Linked DNA regions of Sus scrofa: region 2 is linked to region 1. The links are chromatin contacts, called in public HiChIP or PLAC-seq maps. All regions are on one chromosome and are shown on one strand. Each heading gives the region's core, a stretch centred on a gene start, on an enhancer-like site or on the middle of the called end of the contact. The rest is flanking DNA. Distances are from core to core; before and after follow the strand shown. Region 1 overlaps ANXA6 (annexin A6). Region 2 overlaps CMBL (carboxymethylenebutenolidase homolog).

What was found. HiChIP or PLAC-seq counts read pairs in DNA pulled down with a chosen protein or histone mark.
Region 2: an H3K27ac HiChIP or PLAC-seq map of alveolar macrophages shows a contact between it and region 1. The contact joins two enhancer-like sites. A contact is called at or near these places in 2 of 47 Hi-C or Micro-C datasets (retroperitoneal adipose tissue and skeletal muscle) and 1 of 2 datasets of contacts at active chromatin or transcription factors (alveolar macrophages).

What each region holds. Positions count from the first base shown.
Region 1 is chr16:71,912,597-71,916,316 of Sscrofa11.1, reverse strand. It overlaps ANXA6 (annexin A6), which reads right to left. Exons shown (of 27, transcript XM_005672613.3): 27 at 2,594-2,997. The coding sequence ends at 2,938. Among named protein-coding and RNA genes, the nearest start is that of TNIP1, 33 kb to the left of the region's middle. Within about 2 kb of position 1,731, at least 12 of the 83 cell types and tissues checked have an H3K27ac peak or open chromatin away from gene starts, as enhancers often do. A contact at or near this core is called in alveolar macrophages, where this site is marked.
Region 2 is chr16:72,186,994-72,190,713 of Sscrofa11.1, reverse strand. The region is part of intron 1 of CMBL (carboxymethylenebutenolidase homolog); the gene reads right to left. Among named protein-coding and RNA genes, the nearest start is that of CMBL, 18 kb to the right of the region's middle. Within about 2 kb of position 1,638, at least 2 of the 83 cell types and tissues checked have an H3K27ac peak or open chromatin away from gene starts, as enhancers often do. A contact at or near this core is called in alveolar macrophages, where this site is marked.

The sequences.
Region 1 (3,720 bases), core at 482-2,981:
GACCACGACCGGCTGTTGAGATCTTTAGCATCCCACTCGGCCTGGCACAGAGGAGGCATTCCGTGCCTAAGCTGCATGAGAGGGAAGGGTGGAGGGATGGATGAATGAGGTACCTTAGTGGCTACTCCCTCCTCTGCCTCAGCTCCTAGAAGAGAACGTGGTTTGCTCTGCAGGCACCTGGGACGTAACCAGGATTGTTGTAATAGCCTCCCAAGGGGCCGCCCTTCCTTCCCAGGCTCTCCTTAAATGCAGTTTGCTGCTTGCCTTCCCCACCCAAGAACCTCCAAAGGCGCCCCCGGGTCATACGATAAACTCTTAGATGTACAGGGTCCTCTCTCATTGGATGCAAACTCCCATTTCCAATCTCCTCCTGACCAATTCCAGATCGTAACACACCTTGACTGAAATGTAAGTGAAAACTACACGCTGAGGGATTAGCAGGGTGTCTGGTACAGGGTGAGCGCCCCCTGTGCTAGAAGATACATGGAGCTAGCCTCCTTTCTGTTTCCAGGAATTCTAGAAATTCCTGGTTTTCTCCACATGTGAATTCCCCTTGGCTTCATGGGTCCATCCCATAGTATCCCCCAGATTCCATTGCTCTTTCCTTTCCACCTCTGAGCATTTTCTCCCCCTTAGTGTATTTTTTTTTTTTTGGTCTTTTTAGGGCTGCCCCCGCGGCATATGGAGGTTCCCAGGCCAGGGGTTCAATCGGAGCTGTAGCTGCTGGTCTACACCACAGCCATAACAATGCAGGATCCAAGCTGTGTCTGCAACCTACACCACAGCCCACAGCAACGTCAGATCATTAACCCACTGAGCGAGGCCAGAGATCAAACCTGAGTTCTCATGGATGCTAGTTCGTTAACCGCTGAGCCGTGATGGGAACTCCCTGCTTAGTGCATGTTTTTAAAGGCACTTTCATATTTGTCTTTGGATGCCTCTGTGATCCGTGGCTAAGGACGTCTTGAAAACAAAGCTCAAGAAAATATCTTAGGAGCTACCTCCCCACTCCTACAACGGGGCCTGGCTCAGGGCAGGTGGTGCCGACAGCTGCTTCAGAGCTGAGCAGGTGCCTGCCTGGCACTTCCCTGAATCATCTCATTGACTGCAGAGGCTGTGCCACAGGGGAACAGGACCCTGGCTGACCCGGGAGCTCAGGGAGGGCATGCTCACGGGCAGTTAGCAGCAAAGGTCTGCCCCCAGGCTCTGAAGCATTATTAGTTTCTCTTTGGTAACAGTTAAATTAAGTTGGGCAAGACTCAAACAAGCTGTCAGCTGACCTTCACGGGGTCTGGGCTCAGCCTGCTGGAGGGAAGGAAGTGGGGAAGGCTCAAGGTAACTGTCTTACTTGCGGATTCATTACACCAGGGATGAAGACAGGGTTTTTTCAAACAGCGAGGTCCAACCTGGCCGGGGCAGATCACACCAGAACGGACCCAGCCCCGTTCCCAGCCCAGCAGTTACACTAAGCATGCTGAACGACTGGAAAGGACAGGCCAGCCGGGACAGGGAGCAAAGCCCTCCAGCCAGCACGCTCTGGTGGCTGCCTAACTTGAGATCTCCAAGCAGGAGCAGAGCTTGGGGTGAGGGAGACACACAAGCTGCAGCTGACCTGCTGCTAATCACTGATCATCACAAAGTGGAGATTCTCCACGGGCTTCCCCAGATCACGACTGAATCCGGGGCCCCTGAAGAGTTCAAGAGGAAGTCTGGGCTCGGCTGAAATGAATGAAGAGTGCACAGAGAAACGTCTACGCAGCAGGGGGCGGAGAGGGGACCTGAGACCCAGGCTGGACCCAAGCTCAGACCCTTCTGCAGGATTCCCAGGGGAATTCACTCCTGGGCAGGTTAACACCTCGGCTCTACTGAGGACAATCCAGGCTGCAGGTTCTCGGTCAAAACCACAGATCCGTCCTGGAAATGTGTTCATGGGTCTGGATGTCTCTCACTATTTAAAGAGAGAAGTGCATGGAGTTCCCATCGTGGCTCAGGGGAAACGAATCTGACTAATACCCATGAGGACATAGGTTTGATCCCCGGCCTCGCTCAGTGGGTTAAGAATCTTAAGAATCGGGCGTTGCTGTGAGCTGTGGTGTAGGTTGCAGACGTAGCTTGGATCTGGCATTGTTGTGGCTGCGGCGCAGGCCAGCGGGTATAGCTCCGATTCGACCCCTGGCCTGGGAACCTCCATATGCTGCAGGTGCGGCCCTAAAAAAAACCCCGAGTAAATAAATAATGAAAAAAATAAAGAGAGAAGTGGAAAGGGAGTGATTTGGAGGCACATCCTAGAATGTCACTGTTAGAGGAAAAGGCAGGGTCTTTTCATTGCGCTCTCTCGTTTTGTGGAGAAGAAAATAGAGACGCAGGGAAGGAAAGAGATTGGCCTGGAGTCACAAAGAAAACACGTGGCAGATGCAAATGTGAACCCAGGTATTGGGACTCCTGGTTCAGAGCTCTAATCAGCGGTGGTGGTGGGGGGGTGACATGGTGGGGGGACTGTCATTTGGCTGGAAGCCAATTCTCCTCCTTCCCTCCCTCCCCCAGAACCGCACCTGCCACCCCACCTCACCAGGCAAAGCACACGCGTCACTCACTTCACAGACAGAGGCTCAGTATGTTTTTGGTTTTGACAAAGCCCAAACCAGGGCAGAGGCTGTGACAAGGGGCAGAAGCTGGGAAGGCGTGAGGGGGGCAGATGGGAGGGGACAGGATCAATGGCTATGGTTCTTTCGTCGCTCAGACTGAGCAGGAGTGACCATGCCGGGCCCTCTGGGGATCGTGGGAGTGGGAGCCTTTCCTGAACCCCAGCCGAAGATAAGAGCCCACCCTGACCCCTCCCCCACCCTTAGTCTCTGGAGCTGGAGCATCAGGCTGGGTCATCAGGCGAGTGTGTGGCTGACCCCTTCTTGGCAGAGGTGCCCGCCAGCGCTGCTGGTCCTAGTCCTCACCTCCGCAGATGGCCAGTAAGGCCTTCAGGAAGTGCCCGGAGGTGTCGCCCTGGCAGGGACAGAGGGAGAAGAGCAGAGTGAGTGAAACGGCTCTGATGGCCTCAATGTCCCTGCCCCCAGCTGCGATGGCCTGGGAGTGTCCCTCCTGTGGGCCCACTCTCCTTGGGAAAACGTCTAAGCTCTCAGCCTGGCTTCAAGGCTTTGGGTGGTGTGACCCTCGTGACGCTATGTGGCATCATCTCTCTACTTCCTTCCGCAAGCATCCTGGTCATCTCTCCACCTGTATGCTTAGCCTTCCTCCGTCCATCACACCCTCTGCGTCGGCCCCAATCCACAAGGGCGACCCTGCCATCGGTCGCCCCTGTCCTGGGCACAGCGTTCCTGCCCTCTGCTCTTGCCTCCTCCCTTAGCAGCCTCTCGCTCTGCTGATACCCTGCCCCACAGCCACGAACACCTGTGTTAGGGACTCCTTATTTGAATAAACATTATCAAGCACTGACTGGGTACCAGGCCCTTGCAGGAATTTAATGTGGACATGACTGGGTGTATGACACATCATAATATCTGCCACACAACAGGGCTGGGGGTGGGGTGGCAAGACAGAGCTCCCTCCTTTTAGAGGGCTCCTGTCATCTGTACCACATTTTTTTTGTCTTTGTAATTTTTTTTCTTCTTTTTTTTTTTTTGGCCCGCACCTGTGGCATGTGAAAGTTCTCAAGCCAGGGATCAAATCCGAGCCGGAGCTGCCACCTATGCCACAGCTGCGGCAATG
Region 2 (3,720 bases), core at 389-2,888, 270 kb before region 1:
TGGAAGTTCCTAGGTCGAATAGGAGCTGTAGCCACTAGCCTATGCCACAGCCACAGCCACACCAGATCCTTAATCCACTGAGCAAAGCCAGATATCAAACCTGAGTCCTCATGGATACTAGTTGGGTTCGTTACTGCTGAACCACAGTGGAATTCCAGATGCAAACTATTACATTTAGAATGGATAAGCAATGAGGTCCTGCTGTATAGCACAGGGAACTTATAGCTAATCACTTGTGATAGACCATGTTGGAAGATAACATAAGAAAGGGAATGTATGTATAATATGATCAGGTCATTCTGTTGTACAGCACACATTGGCACAACATTGTAAATCAACTATACTTTTTAAAAAATCCATTACAAATGCTAGAAATACCTGAGTGAATGTAACCAACAAATAAAACAGGAGTTCCTGTCGTGGCGCAGTGGTGAACGAATCCGACTAGGAACCATGAGGTTGTGGGTTCGATCCCTGCCCTTGCTCAGTGGGTTAAGGATCCGGCGTTGCCGTGAGCTGCAGTGTAGGTTGCAGATGCGGCTCGGATCCTGCGTTGCTGTGGCTCTGGCGTAGGCCGGTGGCTACAGCTCCGATTAGACCCCTAGCCTGGGAGCCTCCATATGCTGAGGGAGCGGCCCAAGAAATAGCAAAAAGACAAAAAAAAAAACAAAAAAAAAACAACAAAAAAAACAAATAAAAACTAAAATGATGGAGTGCAGAAGAAGGAGGGGGCAACTCCCCAAGCTGGACCAAAGAGGAAACTGAAAACCAGGGTCAGGATGGCAGGAGCAGCTGGGAGGGAGCCAGGATGCCGGCGGTAACAGGGCCAGACCCAGAGACAGGCGCTCGCACAACTGCTGCTCAGGGGTCCATATCCAGTGAGGCCCTGGGACCCCATGAGACACACTATGTCTGAGTCCTCAACAGTTCATGGTTAGTGAAGAAAATAAAAAACCAACAACAAAAAGAAAAAAAGAAAAAGAAAAAAAGAAAAAGAAAAACTCTGCCCACCAGATCTAGGACTATGGCAAGGAAGCCCAGGAAAGGAAAAAAGAAACCACAGAAAATAAAATAAAATAATAAAATAAAACTGGATAATAAATGAATGTAAAATCTTCAACAACAACAAAACCAGTTCAAATTGGCAGCATCCTTTTGTTTTGTTTGGCTGCACCCACAGCATGTGGAAGTTCCCAGGCCAGGGACCGAACACGCATGACAGCAGTGACAATAAAGGACCCAGGGAACTCCTCCTGCACCATCCTTTTTTTCGGTCTTTTCTTTCTTCTTTTTGGCCATACCCATGGCAAAAGTTTCTGGGTCAAGGATCGAAACCAAGCCGCAGTTGCAGCAATGCTGGATCCTTAAACAGCTGCTCCACCAGGGAACTCCTGCACCGTCCTTTTGAAGTAGGAATGCCTAGGCTGAGAAACCGACACAGCAGTGGGACCCTGGGCCGTGACATCCCTGGGCACCTGGCAGAGACAAATGCACATCTACTTTAGAGCAAGACGTTCACAACCCAGGCTGGAAAAACACTTCCCACCGAGGACATGCTTACCCAAAAGAGCCTGCCAGGAGGAAGCGGCCCAAAGAAACACGCAGCAGCAGAGCTGAGGGAACAGAAAGGAGGAAGAGACCCAAACAGGCCTGACCACGCAAACAGAAGGCAGGAATGGAGGAGGGGAAGAACACGGACATGCTTCCAACCAGAGAGCACGAAATCGTGTGGCCGAGATAAACCCCAACAAGTGCAAATAAATAAATTCATTCTGAGACAGAGTCGCAAACCTTTTAAATCTATTTTTTTTTTTTTTTTTTGCTTTTTTGCTTTTTAGGACCACACCCCAAAAGGGAAGTTCCCAGGCTAGGGGTCAAATCAGAGCTGCAGCTGCCGGCCTACACCACAGCCACAGCCACTTGGGATTCGAGCCGTGTCTGTGACCTGCACCACAGCTCACGGCAGCGCTGGATCCTTAACCCACTGAGCAAGGCCAGGGATCGAACCCTCGTCCTCATGGATAGTAGTTAGGTTCGTAACCCACTGAGCCACAACAGGAGCTCCCTCGAATGAGATCTTTTAAAAAAATTCAAGAAGGTTCCCTCGAAAAGGAAAAAGTGGGAAGGTTGAACCTGAAGACAGAGATCTCTTCATTTGCAGTTAGAGAATATGCAGTCTTTTCAAGTCGATGTGAACAGCCTCCAAAACTGCAACAAATTTTCATTTGTTTGTTTGTCTTTTTTGTCTATTTAGGGCCAAACCCTTGGCATATGGAGGGTCCCAGGCTAGGGGTCAAGTCAGAGCTGTAGCCACTGGACGACACCACAGCCACAGCCATGCTGGATCAGAGCTACGTCTGCAACCTACACCACAGCTCAAGGCAACACCGTATCCTTAATCCACTGGATCGAGGCCAGGGATCGAACCGGCAACCTCGTGGTTCCTAGTCAGATTTGTGGACCGCTGAGCCTCAACAGGAACTCCAAAACTGCCACATGTTAACCCACCCTACAAGTCAACACAAAGATTTTATATAAAATGTGTTATATTCGTACAACAAAGAAATGATAAAAATTCAAAAGGTTGGTGGTTGTTTTTTTTTCCTTTGGCTGCACCCTCGGCACGTGGAAGGTCCTAAGCCAGGGATCGAACCCACACCACAGCAGGGACAACACTAGATCCTGAACCCACTAGGCCACCAGGCAACTCCAAATTCAAAAGGTTTAGAACTGAATTACAATGAAAACACTGTGGAGCCAAAGTTGAAATGCACTGGTGCTGAGAGAAATACCGGTATCCTGGACTGTCTTCCTACCCTCTTAGGTGCAGCACCTGCGGGCCTGTGAAAGTAACTAACAAAAGTCAAATTAACAGGAGAAAACACTTACACAGGTAATTCATATTCTCAACTTTAAGTACACAAGGACTTTGTAGAAAAGAAGTGAAAAGCCAGGAAGCAGCTGGGGAGTTCCCGTCGTGGCTCAGTGGTTCACAGATTCGACCAGAAACCATGAGGTTGTGGATTCGATCCCTGGTCTCGATCCAGTGGATTAAGGAGACTGATGCCCTAATTTTAGGCAGAAAGGGGGAGGGAAAAAAAAAAACTCTGCACCTGCTATTTCTCAATTGCCTTCAGCTCAAAATAATCAATACGCCAAAATGCCATATTTTGGGTGACATTTTCTGGTCCTCTTTAATGACATGTATTAGATAAGAACAAAGATTGGAAATAAGTAAGAATCCAATTTAAGAAGTGAGGGGGGACAAATAGAATAAACTCAAAAGGAGAAAACAATGAGATGAAAATTAACTGGAAAAAATAGAAAAAGATTGAAATCTGATTTTTTAAAGTTATAAAATAGACATAGCTCTAGCAAACCCAATTGTAACAAAGGAAAGAATGATACAGACAGACATAACAACAACAAAATAACACTATGTGGAAAAGGGAGTTCCCTTTGTGGCTCAGAGGGTTAAGAATCCAACTAGTATCCATGAGGATGTGGATTCGTTCAGTGGGTTACAGATCTAGGGTTGCTGCAAACTGCAGCATAGACTAAAGGTAAGGCTGGGATCTGGTATTGCTGTGGCTGTGGTGTAGGCCAGCAGGGGTGGCTCTGATTCCACCCCTAGCCCAGGAACTTCCATGTGCATCAGGTGTGGCCCTAAAAAGACCAAAAAAAAAAAAGTAGAATGAAAAAGGTGACTTCAGTACAGAT